2 separate regions of the Rattus norvegicus genome follow, and region 1 is linked to region 2. Evidence: chromatin contacts called from public Hi-C data. All regions are on one chromosome and are shown on one strand. Each heading gives the region's core, a stretch centred on a gene start, on an enhancer-like site or on the middle of the called end of the contact. The rest is flanking DNA. Distances are from core to core; before and after follow the strand shown.

What was found. Hi-C and Micro-C count contacts between places; a contact is called where the count stands out from the background.
Region 1: a Hi-C map of Schwann cells shows a contact between it and region 2, with 6 times the contacts expected there. The contact joins the promoter of Psmc1 here to the promoter of Kcnk13 in region 2. A contact is called at or near these places in 8 of 12 Hi-C or Micro-C datasets (the A7r5 cell line, Schwann cells, frontal cortex and 5 more) and 1 of 1 datasets of contacts at active chromatin or transcription factors (oligodendrocytes).

What each region holds. Positions count from the first base shown.
Region 1 is chr6:125,119,477-125,124,989 of GRCr8, forward strand. Psmc1 (proteasome 26S subunit, ATPase 1) reads left to right here and starts at 3,021. Exons shown (of 11, transcript NM_057123.2): 1 at 3,021-3,037; 2 at 4,242-4,295; 3 at 5,214-5,310. The coding sequence starts at 3,035. It overlaps LOC120093474 (small nucleolar RNA SNORA40), which reads left to right and starts at 5,011; the gene lies at 5,011-5,135.
Region 2 is chr6:124,968,584-124,974,365 of GRCr8, forward strand. It overlaps Kcnk13 (potassium two pore domain channel subfamily K member 13), which reads left to right and starts at 3,226. Exons shown (of 2, transcript NM_022293.2): 1 at 3,226-3,655. The coding sequence starts at 3,322.

The DNA.
Region 1 (5,513 bases), core at 1,771-4,270, 150 kb after region 2:
TGGCTTCTGGACTAAAGGAGCCCCAGTGAGAATGAATGGGACAGCCTAGTAGAGAGAGATCCCAGGGCTCCTTGCAGGCCAAGAGCAGAAAAGACTCCAGAAATTAGTGTTATTGATAAGGTTTTGGTTTGATTTGGTTTGGTTTTGGTTTTTTAGACAGGATATTTTTTTGTGTGTAGCCCTATAGTCCTGGGTCCTGGAATTAGCTAGCCACGAACTCAGAAATCCTGCCTCCCAAGTGTTGGGAGTGAAAGAATTCACCGCGCCTCCTAGCATTAGAAAGCATAGTTGACTCTCTAGGCCAGTTCTTCCCAAGAGTAGACAAGCCAAGCTGCTGAGGTCGCTCTCAGGTGAGCCCAGCCGCAAAGAAGGCTCCGAAAGCCAACCAACAGAAGTAGAAACAAAACCGAGCCTCTTGGAAAGAACAGGCTCCAAACCCGAGGTGGTATTTGGTTTCATTGCGCCCTCTGCTGATAAGTATCTGAACTGCATGCACCTGTCAGATAACGAGGAAGTCTTCCCTCTCCACCCTCCACCCCACCCTCCACCTCTATCAGATTTATTATCGTATGTCATACTATACAACTTACTCACTTGGTTATTATAAAGTTCATCAGGGAAACTTTATTTTCTGCCTGCTTGGTACAGTATTCCCAGCCCCCTGGGGAGAGTCCAGAGCGTGATGAGTGTTCAGAAACTAGCTGCTGCATGGATGTCACAGGGTGTCCAAGAGATCTGAGCTGTGACCTTGACAGAAGTGGTACACTCATGTACGGCAGAGACAAACCCACCAGATGACCATGAGATGCCTAGACATGGAGGAAAGGAAGCTTCGTCTGGCTTGGTCCTCATTGTGGTGGCATTAGCCAAGACATTCTCAAACCACCGTGTGTGACTATTCATAATCTCCACCCTCTCCCTCCCCTCTCCCAGCCTCTCCCCTTCTCCCTATCCCCAACCCTAACTTCTAAAGCACACAGCTTCTCCTGGGCTGAATCAGTACAGACACCACCTCTCTCCCAAGAAATGGAAACCCAAGAAATAGAAACTAATAAATAGAACAACAACAAAAAAACCTACAAAATTTACTTTTACTCCATGACAGACAGGTAAAAGCAAGCAGAGTTAGTGAAGTCTCTCCCAGTGCTTGGGGAGATGGTGAGTGTGGGTGAAAAGGAGGGAGAGTTCCAGCGATCACTGTGTGGAGGGGGGGGGGGAGGAGACTTTTTTTTTTTTTTAGGAGACATTTTTAATATGTGACCGAGGCACTTCTGCCTCTTGTATGCCCCACAGAAGGTAAGTCTTAAGCGTTGGTGATGTGTGTGCTGGCCTCATAGGGGTCCTCCTGTCCTTTCGGTCCTATTAGGGTGACATTCCCAGGCAATGCTGGCCTTGCAGTATGCCACGTTTAATACAGACCAGAGCCATTTAAACCTTTCCACTTGGAACTTTTTTGCTCCTGAGCTCTCTGCTTCTATCACCCTTCTTCCTCTGTCTTAGACGGCTACCAAATAATTCAGTTGCCGCCTACCAATTGCTCAGCGGCCAATCAGGCGACCTAAGCATTGCGGCTGCTGTTGGTCCACTGCCTTTGTCGTCACCACGGATCTGCTGCATCTGCCCTTTCTTTCTTCGTGTTACCAGTTCATGTCTCCAACCTCCCAAAAGTAATTTTAACTTCCTTCCTTTACCACCAAAGCAGGCAAGACAAGACCAAAGGAAGACTTTTATTGAGCCTCGTGTTAACAAAATCCAGGGAGGCAGCGTGGGAGTGTCCTCCAGCCAATCCCTGAGCAAGCATGAAGCAGCCCGTATCTATAGTAAGATTGGGCTAGCCATAGCACACCCGTGTACGGCTGAAGGTTTGTGTTTACACCAACCACCCTGCCTCTCTAATCCACCTTACAGCAGTTTCTGTCTGCTAGACCATCGGGGGAAAATGAACCCCATCTGGTCTGGGTAGAAATGTATTGCAGGGTCTTCTGGAGTTCTTTGAGGTGATAACAGATCGTCCAGTTCAAAGTGTTTGAAACAGCTAAGGCAATCAACTGTGATTGTGTACAGCTTTCTCGATGTGACTGTGGAGTATTCAAAATAACCAGCCCTCGGGCTGTTTGACTAACCATTCTTATGTTCAAAGAAGCTGCCAATTAGGGAGTCCGATTTCCTATCCCTCGAATTCTCACTTAGGAATAGGAACACAAGGAAAACTTACACTGACAACATAAAGAACGTGTCGTTAGTGCTAATAACACCAATAATAGCAACGTGTAGCACCTGCCCAGGGTCCCAAATGAGAGTTGTGTCCCTCCTCAGTGTCACTTGGACTCTGTCGACTTTCAGTGTCCTGCCTTTTTTAAAATTTCTAATTATTTTATTTATGTTTACATGTATGCGTTTGCACACCACATGCTTGCAGGGGCCCTGGATGGTTGTTAGCCGTCGTGTGGGTCCCCTGCTCTTTGCTGCTGAGCCGTCCCTCCAGCTCCTCAAGAGAAATTTCAACACAGTATTAGCCATCATCAGTCCCTTTTCATCAGCAGAAATTAAAAAAAAAAAAAAAAAAAAAAGACGCACACATTTAGATGACTTTAGGCGGAGAAATATTCTCAAGACAGCTGGCAAATTCCGGAAACTAAAGAAGAACATCAACTTCTCAGCCCCAAGTGCCATTCCTGCTTGACACAAATACTTCTTCGCAGTTATAATATTTGCATTCTTTTAAATTTTTTAAATTTTCAAATTTTCCCTAAGTCTTTGACACCCAAGGTCATTGTCTTAAGTTATTGACAAAAGCCCAACAGCAGCTACTTAGGATTCCCTCAAGTAAATTATTTTAAGTTTGCCCACGTGTTTAACCAATCGCTGGACTAAACCCTTAGTGAGCAACTTCTCCCGTGAGGAAGTTTGTCCCGATAGGCTTCCGTAGAATCTCTCCTTTTTTTTTTTTTTTTTTTTAAGTCACTTCCGCTCCTGGCAGGGTCGCTTTGGTGGATGCGCTTCCGGCGGCGGCGACTTGGACGACTGAAGGAAGATGGTGAGTGACTAAGGGTTTCGGCTGGTAGTCCCGGGTACCGAAGCGCTGCGAGGCGGGAGGACTAGGCGATCCGGCGCTCGGGTTCATCGCAGCCCGCGGGTCGGAGCGTGTCTCACTCCTCGGCGGACGCGGGCAAGGCGCACGGCGCCCGGGGAGCTACGGAGCAGACCTGCTGTGACCCGATCGAGTGGTTTCTGAAGGGGTAGAGCCGAGCGGGACAACCCGGAGGACGCTGGGGACAGCGGCTGAGCCGCAGAACCAGCGTAGTATATATCCGCCGACGGCTCAGCGTTCTCCGGTTTGGTTTGTTGGACCGGATTCGGATGTAGGCACCGAGAGTACCGGGCGAACACGGTTGACGTCGCTTCTTCCGTGGTGCTTCCGTTCTAGAGAAGGGAGACAATAAATATGTCAGGGAACAGGACCGGGACAGATCGTTTTGTGGCTGTGTTGTAAGAAGGTGGCTGTTTTTGATAGGGTGTCACCGAAGGACCCTCCGTGGATGCGAAGTCTGAGTAGAGGCCTAAATTAAGAGAGTAATCCGTGCTAATATCTGAGTGAAACTGGGGCAGGGCAGACGGTCCCAAAATACAAAAGGAGACAGCCCCTTGAGGCAGCCCTGAAGTCAGTCTGAACCACATTCAGTTGCTAGACCAGTGCTTCTGAATGTGGGTGAAGGCCAGAACCCACAAAGGACCTGTGAAGACTTTGAAAAGTATTACAAACATGCGCCGGGCGTTTTCCCAGAGTTGTTCTTATTTCTTAGAACAACCCCGAAGATTATTTTTAGTGACCCCATTTCAATGAGGAAACAGAAAAGCAGTAAGTGGCCGTTGGTGGAACACAAATCCTTTCTTTTCTAGAGCAGTTGAAAAACATGCAGGGTTTGTGATACAGCAGAACTTAACCATGATTTCTATCTAACACGCTTTGTGACAATACACAAGTCCGTTAACCTCCCTGGACCTTGGTCCTTTGATCTGTCTGTGTATTAGGGGGACTTTAGGAATCATCATCGAATGGGTCTTGGGCCTAAGAGGCAAGTAATGTCTCCTCAGTAAATGCACACGTGGTCTGCCAGGTCCTCAGTACCCACACGCTACAGTGGGGACGTGCTTGTGTTTTAGAGTACAGCACCAGCAGGCTGTTCCTTTGAAGTGGCCATATCCTGGATTTATGTGTGTCTGTCTTTTTCATCCCCCAGGGTCAAAGTCAGAGTGGTGGCCATGGTCCTGGGGGTGGCAAGAAGGATGACAAGGTAAGATAAGATCTGATCGTGCCATAGAAACTGCCTTAGGTCTTGGCGAGTTCTTTATGGTGCCACAAACTTTAAGAAGCAAAGGGATGCAGTTACTTCAGTAACCCTGTGTGTGTACACATGGGTAACTGGTTTCATTTTCTAAAGAATTCTTTGCCAGGAGTTCATTTGTTTTGTTTTGTTTTGTTTTTTAAAGCATGAACATTGTGGAAGTTTTCAAGTCGATCACCTATAAGTGTTTAACTTACTGAGGGATGAGAAGTGCCTCGTCTAACCAAACTAGGCAAATAGCTCAACTCTGACCTCTGTCTACTTACTGAAAACATCTTGAGTCACTGCCATTTCTATAAAGAGATTACACCTACATGCTGGAGTAAGATCTTATCAGGAGAGCAGGAATGTGAAATCTGCTTCTTAAAGGAGGTCATTTTGCAGACTCAGGATATATATATCTTATATAATATATACATATATACATATGTGTGTGTATATATGTATATGTATATGTATATACATATATATATATATATGGAGAGAGAGAGAGAGACGCCATCTGTGTGAGGTGGGGATGAGAGGGAAGAAGGAAATAATGTAACCATATCTTAATTTTAAAAATTAATAAAGGAAATAGTTGTTTTACATATCCTAAAAGATGAGAACATGTGTACCCCTAGAAATAGATGGTAGCAACACCAAAAAAAAAAGTGTTTTCTTTCGCACTTGTATGGGTTTTTGTTGAACTAGTGGAGAAAGACTGAACAACAGGTGCAAGAACAAACCCTCTTTTGCAACCCAGAACTCATTGTTGTATGAGTTTTGGTACATGTAAGAAGTAATATCACCAAAAAAAAAAAAAAAAGTGTTCCCTTTTTCTGGTTTCTATGTGACATCTTTTTCCTACTCTTCTAAAAACTGAAGGACAAGAAAAAGAAATATGAACCTCCTGTCCCAACTAGAGTGGGGAAAAAGAAGAAGAAAACCAAGGGACCAGATGCTGCCAGCAAACTGCCACTGGGTAATGCCTGCTCTTCTGCTGTGCCCAGCCCCCAGGGAAAGGACTCTGCATGTAGCCTGGAGAACAGAGGAAGGCAGGAAGAACTGGGAAGACTGAAGCTAGCTCTGGATAACCCCACTCTACTTATTAACCTGCCGTAGCCCTCTACTGGGTTGATGTGGAAGTTACACTTTATCTTAAAATACAGTGTTACATGAGTCTGT
Region 2 (5,782 bases), core at 1,976-4,475:
TTTAAAATGGAAACAATTTATTATACCCAAGGAAATACTGAAAAAGAAGAGCTAAGTTGGAGACTGCATTTCTTGACTCCAAGAGCTATAAAATGCATTTAAATGTGTTTTATGGCATAACAACTAGATAAATAGAAAATGGGCAAAATAAGAGAGTCCTGAAATAAATTATTCTTACTTTTCTGCTCGATAAATGCCATTAGGAAAAGTGAATATGCTTTTGGACAATATGGCCTCGTCTCACTTGCACAATAAATAAACTCAATGCCCAACATACAAAGTAGGGGAGAGAGACAAGAAACAAACACAACCTTGAAGGCAGCAATGATATAACACACAGAGGATAGCAAACATTACAGACTGGAAAATTGGACTTTACCAAAACTGAAAACTTTGTCAGAAAACTTTTTCTTAACAAGTGGGCATTCCAGAAACCAAAACAATAAGAGTTGCAAAATACACATCTAAGAAAGGACCAGTAGCTAGATTATATGAAACACTGTACTTCAATTATAGGAACCATCTGTGTGTGTGCATGTGGAAACCAGAGGGGGCTCTCACTGAACCTAGAGTTCACTGATTTGACTAGGGAGGTGTGGCTAGTCCGTGCCACCTGTCACTACCTGCCAAGGAGGACTAGGATTTCAAAAGTCCACCTCTTTACTCATCTTTAGGTGTGTTGGGGAGCTGGACTCCGGTCCTCATGTCTGTGAGATGAGCTCTTTACTGACTTGACCATCTTCCCAGCCCCAAGACCAAGTGGGCAAAATATTCCAGCCATTTACAAAGAGATAACAAATGTCCAATATACAAGGTATCTAGAAGACACAAAGTCCCGAGGAGATATGTTGATGTGCCTGTATACAGAGGGCTTAAAACTAAAATGGCTGACACTGTCAAGGGTCTATAGGATACGGACTCTGCATTGTTGTTGGTTAGAAGAGCTACTTTGAAATGACGTCAGGCAGTATGCTTCAGAAACACACTTTACATAAGACACGTAACTGATTCTCATGAGTCCAAAGACCTGAATAGGCAAAACCAAATTCTATAAAGGAGAAATAATCCTCAATAGAAAAAGAAATCCAGCTAGTGGTTCCCTCTGCAGGAATGAGCGTGGAGATTGGCCGGCAAGATATTTGTGGGAGCTTTAATCAGTTGGTGGCTTTTAGATGATAAAGGAGGGAGATCACCGTTGTTTGGCTCCCAAAGATAGTTTGTCAGAACTCACCTAATGATACATTTGCATGCCATTGTATGCAAATGTTACCACAAAAGCAAACATCCGAGTATGGAACTCTTAATAATGGCTAATACTGGTTGGAGATGGGGTGAAAGTGTGCGGATGTCTGCAACCTTTCAAACAGCATCCCCGAGTGGGTTGGTGAATAGAAAAGAACGGGTAAATACGATCAAACCTGGTAAACTGTCACTTGTAGAATCTAGGTGGCGTTGTGTTGTATCATTGTAAAATTCGTTTAATTTTGATGTACTTGAAATTTTTCTTAAGCTAGTAAAGGTAATTGGGATACTCACTCTGGGTGTGTATTCGATACCCTCCTCTAAAGTTCTTCCTCTCCCGGAGACACAAAGCAAAATTAATGTCTGTTAGTTACTCTCCTCAAAATCACTGCATCTATTCAACAGAACTGCAAGCTTTTCTAGTTCTGTTTCTGGCAAGTATCGTGTGGGTGGGTCTCCTGGGACCACTCTCTCCAAAGGCGGAGAAATTCTGTTTAGATCGTGGGTGGCTATGAATCCATTCCTTCACGCGGATATATTCGATCCCCTGTGGCTAAACGGCTGGGGACCAGGTGTGTCTGAAGGGCACGCAGCGCCCTCTTCTGGCCCCAGAGGGCCAGAACATGCAGACCATCGAGGCTCTCGACCTCTTAAACAACCACTCCAGGGATCGGCACAACCGGGTGGAAGCATCGCTGCTCCCTTCCGAGCTCCCGGCGATCGCGGGCGGAGACCTGCGTAGGAGACTGGCCCTGAGGCCAAGAGGCGGACACCGGGTGGAGTCGCCACGGTTGGCAGCAGCAGGGCTCCACCTGTTGCAGTGTTTGAGCACTCCACAGAGAAGGCAGCTCCGGGCACCGACTTCTGCTCCCAGCCCCACTGGGCAGGGCAAGACCATTTGAGAAGGGGAGCCCGGGACCATCCTGAACCTGTCGCACAGAGCAGGTGCGTTTGGGGAGGTGAGACGCGAACGCGACAGTGGCTCCAGAGCCCACCGCAAGTTGGGGTCTCTGGGTGGGCGCCCCAGCGGTTCGCTGAAGAGCCCTGCTCCCGGCTTGCATGTTGTAGCTTGGAGCACTCCGCTCAGGGCCATTGACTGCGCAAGAACTACAGAGCCGAGGCGATCAAAACCGGTGGAAGAGATGGAACTCTTCTGGCCGCTGCCCTTGGCCAGCTCTCCGGGAGATGGGCTAGCAGGGCCTGCCTGTGGCGACAGAGAACGCCCAGTGCAGGGCCTAGAGGCCAAGGGCACTCTGGTTAGGGGGAAGTCAAGAAAGGCGCCCTGGGAGGATGCTTCTAACTTCCTTCACTGTTCCAACCTCCCCCTCTGCTCTCCTCCCCACAGCGGTCCGCCCTCATGCTGCTGCGGAGCCCGTGTGCCCAGTGGAGATCCGAGCCGGCTGATCTGCCCTTCGCACTGTCCCTGCATCCGTGCGTCTGTCCCAGACCGGTCCCAGCCTCTGAGCCTTGGTTGTTCTGGTTGACAGAGGCTCAGCGGGACATTGTCACCGATACGCAATACAGATCCACCTGGAGAGGCACCGAAGACAGAGGACAGCCTGTGTCCCAGCCACCACAGCTTGGAAAGCAATGTTCGGAGGAACCCGGACCTTGATGTTAAGCTTACCCACCGATTCTCTCTGGACCCACTACCTTTTCTTCAAGATGAGTTCAAGTTTTATGGAGTTTGCCTTGAAGGCACGCCACGCCCCCTCCCCAATCTGAGCAAAATTAGGAGCCCGGGTGAACCCCGGTCGCCCGCACCCCCACACCAAGCCGAAGCAGACTCCGTACCCCGACCCTCTGGTCTTCGGCCTTAAGGAGAACTCCAGAGCGGACGAGGAGGCGGCGGCGACAAAGCGGATTCGAAACCACGAGTCCAGGCGGACGTGGGGAGCTGGCTCCACAGGAACAACGGAGGAGGCGGTGGCCCGGAGATCCACGCCGCCTTAGGGAGCGCGCGGCGGGCATGGGCGAGCCCGCAGGCAGAGCGGGCTAAGATCCGCAGAGCCGGATCTTACCAGGGGCGTGGGCACAAGTCCGCGGGCAGCGACCCTCGCGGGGTTGTCCTCCAGTGCCATGGCTGGCCGCGGTTGCAGCTGCAGCCCCGGCCACCTGAACGAGGACAACGCGCGCTTCCTGCTGCTCGCGGGGCTCATCCTGCTTTACCTGCTGGGCGGCGCCGCAGTCTTCTCCGCGCTGGAGCTAGCGCAGGAGCTGCAGGCCAAGCAGCGCTGGGAAGAGCGCCTGGCCAACTTCAGCAGGGGCCACAACCTGAGCCGCGAAGAGCTGCGAGGCTTCCTCCGCCACTACGAGGAAGCCACCAAGGCGGGCATCCGCATGGACAGCGTGCGCCCTCGCTGGGACTTCACGGGCGCCTTCTACTTCGTGGGCACAGTGGTAACTACCATAGGTAAGTGAGCCGCCTGGTCACTCGATGCCCCTAGTTCCTGGGACCTCGTGGGAACCAGCATCTCACCCTAGGGGTTGGGTTCTCCACTTGGACGCCAGGAGATGCACCTAGGGATACCTTTGCAGCTAATCAACAGGTGTGAATGGATCCCAACCACACCCGAAGATTATTAGAATTACCCCAGACCTCTGCCTAGACCAGAACCAGACGCTGTTTGTTAACCAGTCGCCGGGAAATCGAATGGTTCTTAAATTAGGGAAGCGCTTCTGTAGACAGCCAGTCTGGTTTAGGAGACAGGACTGAATTCGTAGATTCTGTGGAAGCTTACAAACAGATAGAAAGCTAAGAACGTTTGCTGAGGGTTGACAATGCACAAGCCACTGCTCAAAGGAAAGCCTGAGATTTCAAACTCACCGAGAGAGACGCTCAGAATTCCAACTAGAACGAGACAGAAGAGAGTAAAATGGGGCTCAAAGAATGGGACGTGTTTCCTTCCGTGAAGAACCAGGGGGAAAGTGACCGTGGGTCTAGCCAGTTTGAGTTCCTATGAATTGGGTTTAGGGACTAAACATAGGGGCATACAATTGGAGCAGAAGAGGCTTGCATCCCAGAAGTCTGTGAGGTGCTGACTGAGCTTGGACTGGAGGAAGGAGTGCCAGGCCGGCCGGCCTGGTGGCTAATGGACTGGAGAAGGGATAAGAAGTTAGAATTTAGTAGGAAGCAGCTGAGCCCCTAAGAATTTTGAGAATGGTGTGGCGAGCTGCCATCGGTGATGTTCCCCTGCAGAATGAGGTGGGAACTGGAAGATTCGTGCAGCACACCCCCCCCCCCAAAAAAAAACTGCTCACTATTGGTGTATAGCTGAGTAATGAGTGGGCCGGAGAAAGTACTGTAGACGTCCTGGGGAAAGACGTGATGGGGGCGGGGCCCGAACAGCTAGAAGAAGAAGAAGGGAAGTAGTACAGAAGCCACTGCAGGAGCTCATGGCGGTGCAGGACTCTCAGCAGCCAGGGCCCCGGGACTCTAGAGGGGTTTGCCGGTGGCATTGGTGACAGGTGAACCACCTTGAGATGCCGTGCAGACATTCTGCCAGGAGAAAAGTATATTCAAAACAGGAGCCTCGGGCTATAGACCGGACTAACCAAGAAAGACTTCCCAAGATTAGCCAGGAACCCATGACTCAGCTGGCCAGAGAATGAGAGAGGGCAGGAGGGAACACAACTATACGCAGTGCTTCCTGCTAGATGGTCACAAGCCCATGTCACTCTTGTCTCTTTTTCTCGGTGGTCCGCTGTTTGTCGCCTAGAAAGAGGAACAGTATTCATTTCTGCAGTCTCATGTGCTAGGCTTTCCCGATCGATTTCTTCCCTCATGCCTGTGCTTAGAGCATCTTTCCCACCCAGTCCCTGTAAGGATGAGGCGTTGTTCAACTGCCCTCCATTTCCAGGCACAGCAGGACTTTCTGCTGTGCTTTAAGATGGTTTTCTGTGGGAACAATGGCAGGTGCACCTAAAATTTCCAGCTGAGAAGCCATGCGTGCTTGTGTGTGGGGAGCAGGAGCGAGGGCAGCCAGTGAGAGTTTGTGCCCATTCAAAGGAGGGTAAGAGGCCCATTCCTCTGAGGTGCACCTCCTAAGACTTCACAGGGAAGCTCAGACTGGCCGTTCTGAGAAGCTGGGATCTCCGGGTACTTGTGTCCTATCTGGAAACTTTCAGGACTGTGGCATCAGATTTCTGACCAGAACTTAGCTCTCCTTACCATCTATCCTTCCTGTCCTTTCCTGTGTTCACCTGAGCCTGTTGCATCCAGACTCCTTTATAGTAATAGGAATCCAATGGTTTTTCTTTTTAAATTCTCAATTCTAGTCTGCTATTTCTTCCTTTCCATGCCTTTCTCTGTGAAGAAGAGATGGGTTTGATGTCACTGTAACTCAAATCGTTCTTGAGGTCCTTTTCAAAGAAGACTGGTCCAATAGCCAGAGCACTAAACAACTAAATTCAATGGTCCCCTGTCTCTTTAAGGAAATTTAAAGTTGTGCCATTATAACACAAAGAAAACATCCCACTTTCCTCAACTGTGTCTCTGGGGCTTCTCATCTCCAAGATCCTCCCCTAAGGTCCTCCCCTA